Regions from separate parts of the Sus scrofa genome. Here region 1 is linked to region 2. Evidence: chromatin contacts called from public HiChIP or PLAC-seq data. All regions are on one chromosome and are shown on one strand. The core of a region is the stretch at or near the end of the contact, and the rest is flanking DNA. Distances in the headings are between cores, read along the strand shown. Region 1 holds the start of REEP4 (receptor expression-enhancing protein 4). Region 2 holds the start of DOK2 (docking protein 2).

The links. HiChIP or PLAC-seq counts read pairs in DNA pulled down with a chosen protein or histone mark.
Region 1: a contact with region 2 is called in an H3K27ac HiChIP or PLAC-seq map of alveolar macrophages. The contact joins the promoter of REEP4 here to the promoter of DOK2 in region 2. A contact is called at or near these places in 1 of 5 promoter capture datasets (liver), 3 of 47 Hi-C or Micro-C datasets (embryonic fibroblasts, heart right ventricle and liver) and 1 of 2 datasets of contacts at active chromatin or transcription factors (alveolar macrophages).

Annotation. Positions count from the first base shown.
Region 1 is chr14:6,411,145-6,417,444 of Sscrofa11.1, reverse strand. It overlaps REEP4 (receptor expression-enhancing protein 4), which reads left to right and starts at 1,833. Exons shown (of 9, transcript XM_001927617.5): 1 at 1,833-1,919; 2 at 2,288-2,389; 3 at 3,198-3,270; 4 at 3,670-3,746; 5 at 3,837-3,957; 6 at 4,377-4,490; 7 at 4,889-5,024; 8 at 5,185-5,339; 9 at 5,442-5,935. The coding sequence starts at 2,358. The coding sequence ends at 5,507.
Region 2 is chr14:6,177,969-6,185,014 of Sscrofa11.1, reverse strand. DOK2 (docking protein 2) reads left to right here and starts at 4,120. Exons shown (of 6, transcript NM_001185102.1): 1 at 4,120-4,256; 2 at 5,251-5,532; 3 at 5,745-5,832; 4 at 6,699-6,883. The coding sequence starts at 4,197.

The DNA of each region.
Region 1 (6,300 bases), core at 584-3,083, 230 kb before region 2:
CAGGTGGGAGCGAGGGCCAGTGTGAGAAGGTGGTTGGATGGAGAAGGAGGCCTCAGAGCCTCAGGAGAGTTTCTCCTGTGGGCTTGTTTCACTGCAAGCTCTCACAGCAACACCAATAAAGTGGATGATAATAATTAAGACTGTGTAATCACCGAGCATTTATCCCCAAGAAGCCTCCTTTCCCTGGCCTTCATCCTTAGCTATCCATCCTTTTGATAGATGGTGGGTGGTAACTATGGCTCTTATAAAAAGTAATAACTGCCCATGTTTTCCACCCCCACAGCCCTGGGCAGCTCTGCTGTCACCCTCATTTCAGCCCCGTGAGGCAGAGGGGAGGCTGTGCACGGTGAGGGCAAGCTGGGCTCCCCAGTTTCAGAGGCAGGAATGAAGCACCTAGCAGAAGAGATACAAAGAAGGCAACCCCGGAGTTCCCGTCGTGGCTCGGTGGTTAACAAATCTGACTAGGAACCATTAGTTTGCGGGTCCATCCCTGGCCTCGCTCAGTGGGTTAAGGATCTGGCATTGCCATGAGCTGTGGTGTAGGTCACAGACAGGGCTCGGATTCTGCATTGCTGTGGCTCTGGCGTAGGCTGGCGGCTACAGCTCCAATTAGACCCCTAGCCTGGGAACCTCCATATGCTGTGGGAGCGGCCCTAGAAAAGGCAAAAAACACACACATACAAAAAGGCAACCCCATGCAGAAAGGGATAGAAGCAGCAAAATCTGCCTCCTCTTTTGAGCTACCTGCCTTCTTCTAGATACACACCTTTCCCTAGAGGAACTTTTCCAGGGGTTGGCCTCAGAATAAGACTGGTCAAGCCAAGCATTTATTTATCACCCAGCAACAAGCACCATCAGACGCTATTTGACATGTTACTTTTCACCATTGAATCTATTTCCTAAGCGGTTAAAAAAAAGGAATTTTTGGAGCTCCCTTCATGGCTCAGTGGAAACGAATCTGACTAGTATGCAGGTTCGATCCCTGGCCTTGCTCAGTGGATTAAGGATCTGGCATTGCTATGAGCTGTGGTGTAGATGGAGAGAGTCGTGGCTCGGATCTGACGTTGCTGTGGCTGTGGTGTAGGCCAGTGGCTAGAGCTCTGATTCAACCCCTAGCCTGGGAACCTCCTAAAAAAGACGAAAAAAGGAGGGGAGGAATCTTTGTAAAGATCAAGTCTCTGCCCTCAAAAATGCACTACACCAGTGGTCGTTGATACTATTCCGTTCCCAGGGATATTTGTGCCCTTAACTCACAGAAACTGATGGAATTTCAAACTTCCGGAGAAGAAGACATGGGGGGCACTGGGCACTGGGGTCTCCACCCAGAATCTCTCCATTCCGCCAGCCCAGGGATGTGGGCCCTGGAAAGGTAACCCAGGGTGCAGTTCACCCCGGAAGCCCACTCTTCAGGGTGAGTGGGACGGGATGCTGAGTCTCTCGGGTTCCCTCTCCACCTGCTCCCGGTTTTCCCTCTCTGGCACCTCAGCATCTTTGAGGCACTTACCCACCTCCTGACCTAGCGCTCTAAAACCAGATTTGCTGGCTCTCTGCCAAACCTCCCTCCCACTTGTGCCTGAGCCTCTAAAGGGGGACCTCCACACATCTCAGGCCCATTTTACAGAGGGGAAAAACGAGGCAAAAGTAGGGGGCTAGTGAAGAGCCACGAAAACTCTGGACTCCAAGTTTCCTTCATTTCTTTCTGTTTCACCTTTTCGTTGCCGCTTCCCACCCCCAAATCTTTCCCAGTCCGAGGGCTGCTCAACCTCCAGCCCCATCTGCGAGTCCGAGGCGCATCGCCACTTTAAGGGCCAGGCACCTCGCCTCCCGACCTCGTCCCGCCCCCTCCGGGGCCGCACTGCGCCTGCGCCCAGCGCTGGAGACCTGGGGTTGGGCAGAGCCCAGTTCCGTGCAACTTTCAAGTGAGTTGCAAACCCCGCCCCGAGGCCGGTGCCGGTGTCCTGACCGCGGGGACCTGCACGAGCCCAGGCTGCGACCAGCCGCCCCCGGCCCGGAAGCCGCAGCGCCCCAGCAAGGGCCGAACGCCTGGTTCCCCGCGGCAGGAAGTGCAGGTCGGAGCGGTAACTGCGGGAACGGCGAGGCCGGGCGGAAGAGCACGTCGGCCGGTACTGGTTCCCAAGTCGGTTCCTGCCTGTCCCGGCCCTCTGGTCTCCCAATTCTTCAGGCTTCCCGCACTGCGGAGTTAGTGGGCAGCAGGGCTCTGCCTCCGTCCAGGGGCAGCCCGAGTGCCCCTGTGGTTCGCACACCTTCACTCTTAATCTCATTCCAGCGCTGGCGTGAGCGTCCGTCTGGGGGTCTTCCCGGAGAGATCTCCCTTCGTTCTTGATTGAAGCTGCAGGATGGTGTCCTGGATGATCTGTCGTCTGGTGGTGTGAGTACCGCCCCTCTCATACTCCCTCTGTCCCTGGTGCCAGCCCGCCCGCCCCTTGGGTGAAAGCTGGCAATGTCTGGCGGGAAAGGGGGCTTGCTGAGCTCCCTCACACCTCTCCCCTCCCCTCAGCACTCACCGAAAGGGTTAACGGATCTGCGGGGCTGCTTGTCCCCCAACCCTCAAGCCTACTTGGCTGATGGCGACCCTTTGCATTCACACACTCGCTGCAGCCAGGTGCATGGGACAGAGGACCACAGGCCAGCCAGGGGCCCCCTGGCAAACACAAGATGTTGTGGCACCTTTGCGGGTGGAGAATCCAGGTGCTTGCTTCCCATCTGAGCAGTCAGTCACGTGACTCACCACGCTGGCCTCAGCCTGCCCACTCTGTCCTACTCATCACCTTTCAGTACTCTAGCACCTGGCTCAGCTATCCCTGTCTGCAGCCTGCCAGTGCCAGGTCTGGTGGCCCTGGGCTTGATTGCACATCCATGGGAGGGAACAGCCTGCCACCCTCACTGCTCAGAAGCCTGCCTCCCACCCATCCTGTGGAGTAGCTGTGTGCACTCTCACTGCATCACGCACCCATGGATGGGCCGTTCCTGCAGGCCTGGGCAGGCTTGGGATGTTTGTAAACAGCGGGTGGGGAGGCGGCCTCCAGGGCACTGACTCAGGTGCAGGTTGTGCAAGCCAAGCGGGAAGAACAAGGCAGGCTCTGCAGTCTTGAACCCAGGGGGGAGTGGCCACCTGGCAGCAGGGTGGGGAGTGCTGCCCCTCACATGCCTTTTCTGCTTTGGGGGCTGCTCTTCAGGCTGGTGTTTGGGATGCTGTACCCAGCGTATGCTTCCTACAAGGCTGTGAAGACTAAGAACATTCGTGAATATGTGAGTGTGGGAGTGGGCAAGAGGGCTTGGCTCAGGTGCGGGGACAGCAGCCGTAGGGGGTGTGGTGGGATTTGGTGAAGTGGGAGGGGTCTGAGCTGGTCTCCAGCTCAGAGGCCTATAATCTGGTGGCATATCCTGGAACAGAGTGGGTGTAGATGGAGGGTGGGCTATTGGGGTTCCTTGCAGAATCTTGTGGGTGAAGCCTGTTGGGGGTGGGTACAGGAATGAGTGGCAGTTTCTCAGAGGTAACTCTCTAAGGGCAGCCAGGTGCCAGGGGAATGCCGTGGGACAGGCTTTCTGGAATCTCCGGGCCGGGTCAGCCTGGGACAGGGGAGTTGGCACTGCAGGCTCAGCTGCCGGCTTCTGACCTCTCTGCCATCTCCCCCACCCTGCCCCCAGGTCCGGTGGATGATGTACTGGATCGTCTTTGCGCTCTTCATGGCGGTGGAGACCTTCACAGACATCTTTGTTTCCTGGTATGGAGGCAGGGGTTAGGTGGGCTGTGGGGAGGAGCCGCCTTCCCTGGCCTGGCTCCCCGGCTGGCCTCACCCCCTTTGCTCTGACAGGTTCCCTTTCTACTACGAGATCAAGATGGCCTTCGTGCTGTGGCTGCTTTCCCCCTACACCAAGGGGGCCAGCCTGCTTTACCGCAAGTTCGTCCACCCATCCTTGTCTCGCCATGAGAAGGTACCCTGGAGGGAGGCAGGATGGGCAGCATGGGGGCGGGTGTGAAGGAAAGAGCCCTGGCCTCAGGGTTCAAGACATTACTGGGCTGTAGTCCCAGTCCTGCTGCTGTTTAGCTGTGGGACCTTGACATGGTCCCATGTCTAGGACTTTTAGCCTTTTTCCTCTTCTGGGATTAGCAGACGGGGGCACACGTGAATGACCTTTTGAGGGTGTGAAACACCAGCTGGGGGTGGTTTGGGGATGGTGGATTTGGTGGCGGGGGGGGGGACCTGGGGCAGGGCCGTGCACTGAGGTGCATGAGCCAGTAGGTGGGTAGGGAGTCCTGTGCTCTGCAAGTTGCAGGGCTGGGAGGCATGCTGCCTGCTGGCTTCTCAGGGTCTCAGGCTGTCAGCCTGACGTCCCTTCCCCCATGGCCATAGGAGATCGACACCTACATCGTGCAGGCCAAGGAGCGCAGCTACGAGACAGTGCTCAGCTTTGGGAAGCGAGGCCTCAACATTGCCGCTTCAGCCGCCGTACAGGCTGCCACCAAGGTGCCCTGGGCCCCAGCCCTCCAGCAGCCCCTCTCCCACCCCCAGCACCTTTTGGGTGATCCAGCCCTCTGTCGGGGAGCCAAGAGATAGCAGCTGTCTGTGCCCAGGGAACAGGGGCAAGAGGTGACAGGTGGGGTGTTGGCAGGAGCACGGAGCTGGACGTTCACACTCCTGGCTCTGACGCTGACCATGAGCTCCTGCTCTCTGGGCCCTAGCTTTGCACAAAGGCACGGGGCTAGAAGCTTGCTGAGGTGCTTTCAGTTCTGAGGCCTGTGCCCTGGGAATGACTTGCAGGTCAGCCTTGATTTCCCTGGGCTGCTGCCCAGGCCGAGGCCCCTTCCTTCCTGGAGCCCTGCCCACTCCTTCCAGGGGTTAGAGCAGTGCCCCCTCCCTTGCAGAGTCAGGGTGCGCTGGCCGGAAGGCTGCGGAGCTTCTCCATGCAGGACCTGCGCTCCATCCCCGACGACTCCACCCCCGTCTACCAGGATCCCCTCTACCTGGAGGACCAGGTACCCCGCCGCAGGCCACCCATTGGTGAGTAGGCACGGGAACCCAGAGCTGTCCCAAGAGGGTGGCTTCCTCCAGGCCTGCTGTGGCTTCTCCCCAGCACTAGAGGGGGGCCTGGCCCGGCCCTAGGTCTTCAGACTGTGTCATTGCCCAGCTTTGCCTCTCAGCCTCCTTCTCCTCCACATAGGGTACCGGGCAGGGGGCCTACAGGACAGTGACACCGAGGAGGAGTGTTGGTCAGATACAGAAGCAGTCCCCCAGCCGCCAGCCCGGCCCCGAGAGAAGCCTCTGGGCCGCAGTCAGAGCCTGCGTTTGGCCAAGAGAAAGCCGCTCACGCGGGAGGTTAGTGGTGAGGCGGGCACGTGGGAGGTGGCGAGGCTGCCCTGGCTGCCCGCTTCAGCTGGACCTTTAACCTCTCACGGGGTGCTGCTCTCTCCCCTCCAGGGCACCTCGCGCTCCCTGAAGGTTCGGACGAGGAAAAAGACTGCGCCCTCAGACATGGACAGCTAGGGTCTGTGGAGCCTGGCCCAGTCTTACCTCATGCTCTGCAGGGCAGTGGGGACTGTTTGAAGGGGACCTCTGGCTGCACACACGTCTGGCCTGCCTGCACCAGCTGCCCAGGTGCCGCCTTCTTGGCTGTTGGTCATAGGCCAAGGGCAGGTGCTGCCAGCGCCATGCACAGGGCTGCGCTTATGATGTACCAAAGCAGGCTGGGTCCACGGTTCTATTTATTGCCTTCTTCTCCCCTCTACCTTCCAGGTGTGGGACCAGAGCCCTCCCAGGCCCCTGGAAAATGAAACCAAAGCCCACTCTGGCCCTGTCCTTCAAAGTACTTGACAGCCTTCTCTGAGGCCGTGTGTGTGTCCTGGTTGTATGGTTTGTGTTGGTGAATGGGGTCAGGTTTGTGGATGTTTTGATAAATAAATACATAAAAGCACTCTGTTTCTCCTGGTTAGTAGTCTCCCTGTCCTCACTGCACACATTATTAAACAGCCTGCCACGGGCCAGTCTGGGCCTAGGACTGGTGCTAAAAGGACAGACAGACTGCCAGAGGGCCTCTTGACTGGAAGTAGAAACCAGTGGGTGCGAAGGTGTGGAGGGACCTCAGGCAGCACGGTAATCTCATGGGGATTAGCTGGAGCTGTGCGCAGATTAGGCCTGGGGAGGCCAGTTTCCTCCAAGCGCCTGTGGGGCCTCTAGGCAGCTCCAGAGGCATCGAGTTCTGTAAACACACACAGGTTGGCAGTAGGCACTTCGCACCTCCACGGAGTAGCCGACAGAGGGCAGCAGCTGTCAGGGTCTT
Region 2 (7,046 bases), core at 2,871-5,370:
AACTCTGGAGACTGGTGGTGTCCTTCCTCCCCCACAGTCAGGCAACAACTTGGGTGGGAGGAGGCCGGGATGGAATCCTTCACGAACACCATTCACTTGCTTCTGTGCCTGGGAGTTCCCGATGCGGCTCAGCGGTAACAAACCCGACTAGTCCAGGAGGACACAGGTTGGATCCCTGGCCTCGCTCAGTGGGTTAAGGATCCGGCATTGCCATAAGCTGTGGTGTAGGTCGCAGATGCAGCTCAGATCTGGCATGGCTGTGGCTGTGGCTGGCAGCTGTAGCTCCGATTCGACCCTTAACCTGGGAACTTCCAGATACCACGGGTGCCGCCCTAAAAAAAAACAAAAAACAAACAGAAAACATTTATTTCTGTGCCTGGTCCTCCATCCCTCTCAGATCCACACCAGCTCCCAGCCCGGTCAATGCCTGCCTACCAGTGGTGTGCCCAGAGCTACCCCTAGGGCAGCTGTCCCCACCTAGTCATTGGGGGGGTGGGTACCTCATGGCCAGGGAATCACAATTGCTTCAGCTCCTTCTTTTCTTGCCCCCAAACACTAGCTCAGAAACCCTTTTGTATTAAGAATTTAGTTGTTAATCTCTGGTGAGACTAGTAACAAAAAGTTGCAAAATTCCCAGAGTCTCCTGATCCGTGTTCTCAGCTCCTGCTGTGAGAAACCATTGTAAAGGAAAGGACCCTAATGGCTCATACTGATGCACAAATGAGAAGCCACGGGGCACCTCCTCCCCCACCTGTGCCTCCATGTAAACCCCTGAGACCTTTTCCTTTATGCTGCTTTCTCTTGCTATTATTGGTACCTGGGTAACCTACTGGCCTCTGGTTCTCTGCCCCTCTGGTGTGTCTTGGAGCTATGTCTTCTGGGTTTGCCTGGCTCACAGGGTTTGCTTGCAGCCAAGCAGAACGTCCTGGGGTCAGTACTTCCACTGTAGGATTCCCACAAATCCTGCCAGGAAAAGTGGGTGTTGCTCCGAGTTCGCTCCTGTTGCGGACCCCAGCCACAGGAAGAGAACATTTCTGGCTACCACAGGCAAGGGATGGCTAGCGGGTGTCTGAAACACCTGGGGCTCAGCCCTCCAGGTTTATTAACAGTTCCCAAGTGATCTGGCATGCTCGGGTGCCCCCCTGTGGTTCTGAGTGGAAAGTGTCCAGTTTACCATCTGGGAAGGCGACCAGAGTGGTAGGGAGGAGCATCCTGTTTTCTTGCTACTCAGAGACAGGTCTGGTCCACACCAGCAACATCAGCATCACAGGTCGCAGTCTAGACCTGCTGCATCAGAATCTGCACTTTTAACAATAGCTTCACATTAAAGTTTGAAAGGCACTTCTCTGGCAGTCCCCAGGATGGCCCAGAACGCCCTTTTCTTCTCTTTTGTTGCTGCTCCTGCAGCAATATGGAAGGGATTGAATCTAAGCTACAGCTATGACCTACACCACAGCTGTGGCAACACCAGATCCTTAACCAACTGTGCCATGCTGGGGATAAAACCCACACTGCCGGAGACAATGGTGAGCCTTAACCCGCTTTGCCACAGTGGGAACTCCAAAGCCCTTTTCATCTTCCTCTGTAAGGAGATGCTGAGTCGGCCCGCAAACCATGCAGCTCCCATGTGATGTTGTCTCTCCTTCAGGACGAGAAAAATGAAATAGGCCATCCATTTCCATACTCCTAACCACTTCCCAAGGAGTTTTTCCCACACCAGCATCCCTGGCTACCCATTGGTCTCTGAATCCACCTGATCAAATCCAGGCAGCAGTGCTGAGTGCCGAGAGCTTTACGTGACTCTGCCCTCTGCTCCCAGAGCTCATGACATTGGTCTCTTAGAGCTGTTTTGGTAAAGCGCATGGCATGTACGGCAGAGGCCTGAGCAGTGCACTCCTCTGGTTTCCTTCCCAAGGCAACTGAACCCCCACGGTAAAGGAAACAGCTTGTTTACATAAGCACCCATTATGGGGTTACCCCAGAGTGCTGGTCTAATTCTCTGGTTCCCCCAACATTTCGGCACCATGCCTCCATCATTGCTTCTCTAAACCATCTGGCTCTAAGTTAAATATTCTTTGGGGAGCTTAGATTTCTCCAAAGCAATGTATCTCCTTGCATGAAATGTGGATTCCACTTAGGGGTGAGCAATAAGAAGATCGCCGAATTCAAGATCAGATACCCTGCTACTTCCTCCTCTGCCTCTGTGACCTCAGGAGGGTCTCAAACAGGTGTGTTTATACCTGCCCTTCCTTCTTCCAGGGATAGTGTGCCTGGTGCCCGAAACCTTTAGTAAGTATAAGGCACTTTTGATAACTATGGAGCTTTTTTTTTTTTTTTTTTTTTTTGTCTTTTTGCTATTTCCTGGGCCGCTCCCACAGCATATGGAGGTTCCCAGGCTAGGGGTCAAATCAGAGCTGTAGCCACCGGCCTACACCAGAGCCACAGCAAAACGCGGGATCCGAGCCACGTCTGCAACCTACACCACAGCTCATGGTAACGCCGGATCCTTAACCCACTGAGCAAGGGCAGGGACTGAACCCGCAACCTCATGGTTCCTAGTTGGATTCGTTAACCACTGCGCCACGATGGGAAGTTCTTTTTTTTTTTTTTTTTTTTTTTTTAAATATAAGTATAAGAGGTTACTGTTTTAACCTAGAAAGATAATCTCCAACTGACTGGAACTCAGTTGTCTTTTTTTTTTTGTCTTTTTAGGGCCGTACCCACAACATATGGAAGTTCCCAGGCTAGGGGTCGAATTGGAGCTGCAACTGCCAGCCTACACCACAGCTACAGTGACATGGGATCCAAGCTGTGTCTGTGACCTACACTGCAGCCGGAGATAACTCCGGATCCTTACCACACTGAGTGAGGCCAGGGATCGAATCCAAATCCTCATAGATATTAGTTGGGTTCTAAACCTGCTGAGCCACAACGGGAACTCTGGAACTCAGTTGTCTTTATAATGCTCACAAAAGCTGGAAAGATGGTGAACTCCAGCAGTTGAGATATGCTTGGGGAGCATAGCGTGTGGGAACGTTCATGTTTCTATAATCTCATGGAGGTGGTGTACGTGTGTGTCACCATGGTGGGGGCAGGGAGTGCTCCCCACAGAGTGAAACCATTGCAGCAGAGTGTGTGAAAGTGGTGAGGTGATTTCGTCCACGGTGCTGGGCGTGTGTGTGCTCAGCTCCTCCTGGGTTGAGAGACCTGGGTTCCGGTTTGGTGGCCTTGGATCTGTCCCTCAGACCTTCCTGAACCTCAGTGTCCTCATTTTTATTTATTTATTTATTTATTTATTTATTGGCCATGTCCCTGGCATGTGGAAGTTCCTGGGGCCAGGGTCTGAACTCATACCACGGCAGTGACAATGACAGGTCCTTAACCCACTGAGCCACCAGGGAACTTCACGTTTCCTCATTTTTTTTTTTTTTCTTTTTGTTGTTGTTGTTGCTATTTCTTGGGCCGCTCCCGCGGCATATGGAGGTTCCCAGGCTAGGGGTTGAATCAGAGCTGTAGCCACTGGCCTACGCCAGAGCCACAGCAACGCGGGATCCGAGCCGCGTCTGCAACCTACACCACAGCTCACGGCAACGCCGGATCGTTAGCCCACTGAGCAAGGGCAGGGACCGAACCCGCAACCTCATGGTTCCTAGTCGGATTCGTTAACCACTGCGCCACGACGGGAACTCCACGTTTCCTCATTTTTAAATGAGGGAGTTGGACTGGTTGATTTCTATGGTTCTGACCTTGTTTTGTCATGCTAAGCATTCAGCTTGGGGCGAGGGGGCCTTGGTGACTGGTTTTACTGTCAAATTTCTTCTGGGTCTCTGTTCCAGTGGGTCTCTGTTCCAGTGGGTCAGCCACTCTGTGGTGGTGACTCTCCATGCCAGGTTCTGTACCTGAGTTGTTGCTCACTGAAGCAATGGAATTTGGCTTTTTGGAAATGCTGTCTTACTCACTGAAAAATGCAGGAAGCTTGAGTGTGAAACTCACTCATCAAAAAGAAAACACACACACACACAGCAAGAAACCACAGGGCCTATCAGCTTGTCGTCATCAAGCAGACTAGAATAGTGCAGAATACTCTAGGCAGAGAGGAAATGAACTTGAGAGAAGGGGGAACATAGGGCAGTGAGGAGAGAAAGAGGGCGGGAGTGGAAGGAGCGCTGAGGCTCAGGGCCGGGGATGGTGGGAGGATGGAGGACGTGGTGAAGCAGGGCTTCCTGTACCTTCAGCAGCAGCAGACTTTCGGGAAGGTAGGAAGAGCTGGACTGGGCTGGGCTGGGGCTGGGCCGAGAGGCTGGGGCTTCGCTAGACTCTCCCGGGGAGGAGAGGAGACCCTGGAATGTTCCAGAACCCTTAGGAGATGCCAGGGACTGTGCCATCAACCGCCTCAGGCCCAGAGCACAAGCTTGAGAGGGCTCTTTCCTCAGCAGCTGCTGACCTCCCTGACCAGGCCCCAGACTCTGCTCTTGCTGACGGCTGCTGACCCGGGGTGGGGGTGGGGAGGAGTGGGGGGAGGGGCTCTGGCTCTGTTTCTTGCCTTTCTTGCCCTGTGGCAACTTCTCACCAGGGCACCTTGGGAGGGGATGGAGGGAATGGCAGAGGGGATCATTTGGGATTGCAGTGGGAGTTCCTTCCTTTTTTCCTGCCCCAGTGGGGTGCGTTTGGCCTGTGAGCTTGAGCTTGGTCTCTGGGAGCCAGGGCCCCGTGGTGTCCTGATTCCTTTCCCCTCCTTGGCCTCCTTGAATGAGGAAGTGCTCCTTCCTTCAGCTGACCCACCCCAGGGCTCCTCTCCGTCCGTCTGTCTCTCTCATGGCCTGACTTGTCAGGGGATGGGGCGGGAGGGTTCAGGAGGGTCAGCTGACGTTCCTGGGGACAGGTGCCTTCCATGAGGCCTCACACAGAACCAGAATGATGGGCCCCAGTCTGGGCCATCCTTCTGGGCCTCAAGACGCACAGGCTTTCTGCCTGGTGACTCGGATCCCCTGGGTTGGGCCTGCCGGGCCTCCCTGCAGTCTGCCTCCACGGGGCTCTCCACTGTGCCTTTTCTACCTTTAGCATCTTCTCCGCTGTCCTCACAGGCCTCCTTCTGGGTTGCTTGGGGGTGGATCTCCAATGCTTCCTAATTCCCAAGGCCTCCGTTAGGCTCCCTGCCTCCTTGGGTCTCCTGTGATCCTCACCTCCGTCTCCCTTGGGCCCTCCTCTCCCCTCTGGTCACCGTCTCTCCGTCTCCCCATCTGGGGGCAGAAATGGCGCCGGTTCGGGGCTGTGCTGTACGGAGGGTCGGGCTGTGCCCTGGCCCGGCTGGAGCTCCAGGAGGGCCCGGAGAAGCCTCGCCGGGGAGAGCCCCCCCGGAGGGTCATCCGTCTCAGTGACTGCCTGCGGGTGGCCGAGGCTGGTGGGGAGGCCAGCAGCCCCCGGGACACCAGCGCCTTCTTCCTGGAGACCACAGAGCGCCTGTACCTGCTGGCGGCCCCAACCACAGAGCGTGGCGACTGGATACAGGCCATCTGCCTCCTGGCCTTCCCGGTGAGTCGTCCAGGGCTGCGGAAAGGCGTGGGGGCACTTGATGCTTGCTCTGGGCCAGTGTTGGAAGGGCCAAGGTCAAGATGCTGGGGTGGGGGAGGAAGCATCCCGAGTCAGAATAGGGGGTAGCTGGTTGAGTGTGTTTTGAAAGAAAGCTGGGCCAGAGGTAGGGCTTGGGGTTGGTGATGGTGGTGAGCCTTGGGTTTCCTCCCCAGGGCCCGAGGAAGGAGCTGTTAGGCCAGGAGGGAAAGGGCAGCCGGCCCCGCATGGAGGAGAATGAACTGTACAGCAGCACGACCACAGGTGAGGTGGGGGGCTGCCTCTTTTCCGTGGGTGCTCTCCCCAGGGCGTACTGGGGAGGCAGTGCAGGCTGGCTGACTGCCAGCGGAGTCTTCCTGCCTTGTGGTTGCCCCTGGCCCTGGCCAGCCCCTTATCAGCATCGCTTCCGGCCTGGCCTGTGGTGGGGGAGGCTGGCCAGCATGCATGTCAGCTCTTCACCTGCAGTCCGCTCCCTCTTGTCCAGGCCCTGCTGCTGGGAAAGGCCCAGCCGGAGGGTCTGGGTGAAGGTGCTGCTCTTGAACTCTCTCTTGTGGGCACTGAGCAATTGACTGTAAAAAGAATGGTTTTCTTCCCGTGGATTAAGGTGTCCTGGGACAAGGGAGCTTTTGGCTGACAAGGCAGTCCCCCTCCTGCCCTCTGGATGGGTGTGTGTGGAGAGCAGGTGGACTGGGGGCTGGGGAGACATCCGGGCTCCTAGCCTCGGAGGGCACCTGATGGCATCGGTAGGAGGAGGGTGGGCCGAGGGCTGGGCGGGCAGGGTTGGCTGCACCTGCAGCCGTGACTGCAGGGATTGGGGAGGCGGCTGGGTGGGGGCAGAGATGAGATGGAGGAGACAAGGCTTTGGCTCTGGCGACAGGGGCCGGAAGGAAGTGGCACGAGGTCAGGGTGCATGTGGCTAGGGTGTGATGTCTCCTGGGGGGGAGGGGTGGAGGTACCTGGTATTTTGGGGAGTATGACCTGGCACAGAGCAGCACAGCTTTTGGGACCTTGGCTGCAGGGTCCTGGGGATATGGGTCATACCTTTTCTGGAAAGCTGGCGCGCTATTTAGAGCAGGGCAGAGGTGAGACAGGCCAGCCGTTTCCCATTAACTGCTCCCCCTCCTCCCCAGCGGTCCCCTGCAAGGAGTTTGCTGTGACCATGAGGCCTACAGAAGCCAGTGAGAGGTGCCGGCTCTGGGGATCCTATACCCTGCGGACTGGGGAGAGCGCCCTGGAGCTGTGGGGTGGTCCTGAGCCAGGCACCCAGCTGTATGAATGGCCCTACAGGTTCCTGCGGCGCTTTGGGCGGGACAAGGTGAGCCGGGGCTGTGAGGGGCAGGTTTAAGACGTACTGAGCTCTGAGAGCAAGGAAACTATCAAGGAAGGGGCGAAGGGGCCCACAAGGGAGGAGAGAATGGGAGGAGGAAGAGAAGATAGAGGCCGGCAGAGGAAAAGCAGCCCAGCTCTGGGGGCTGGAG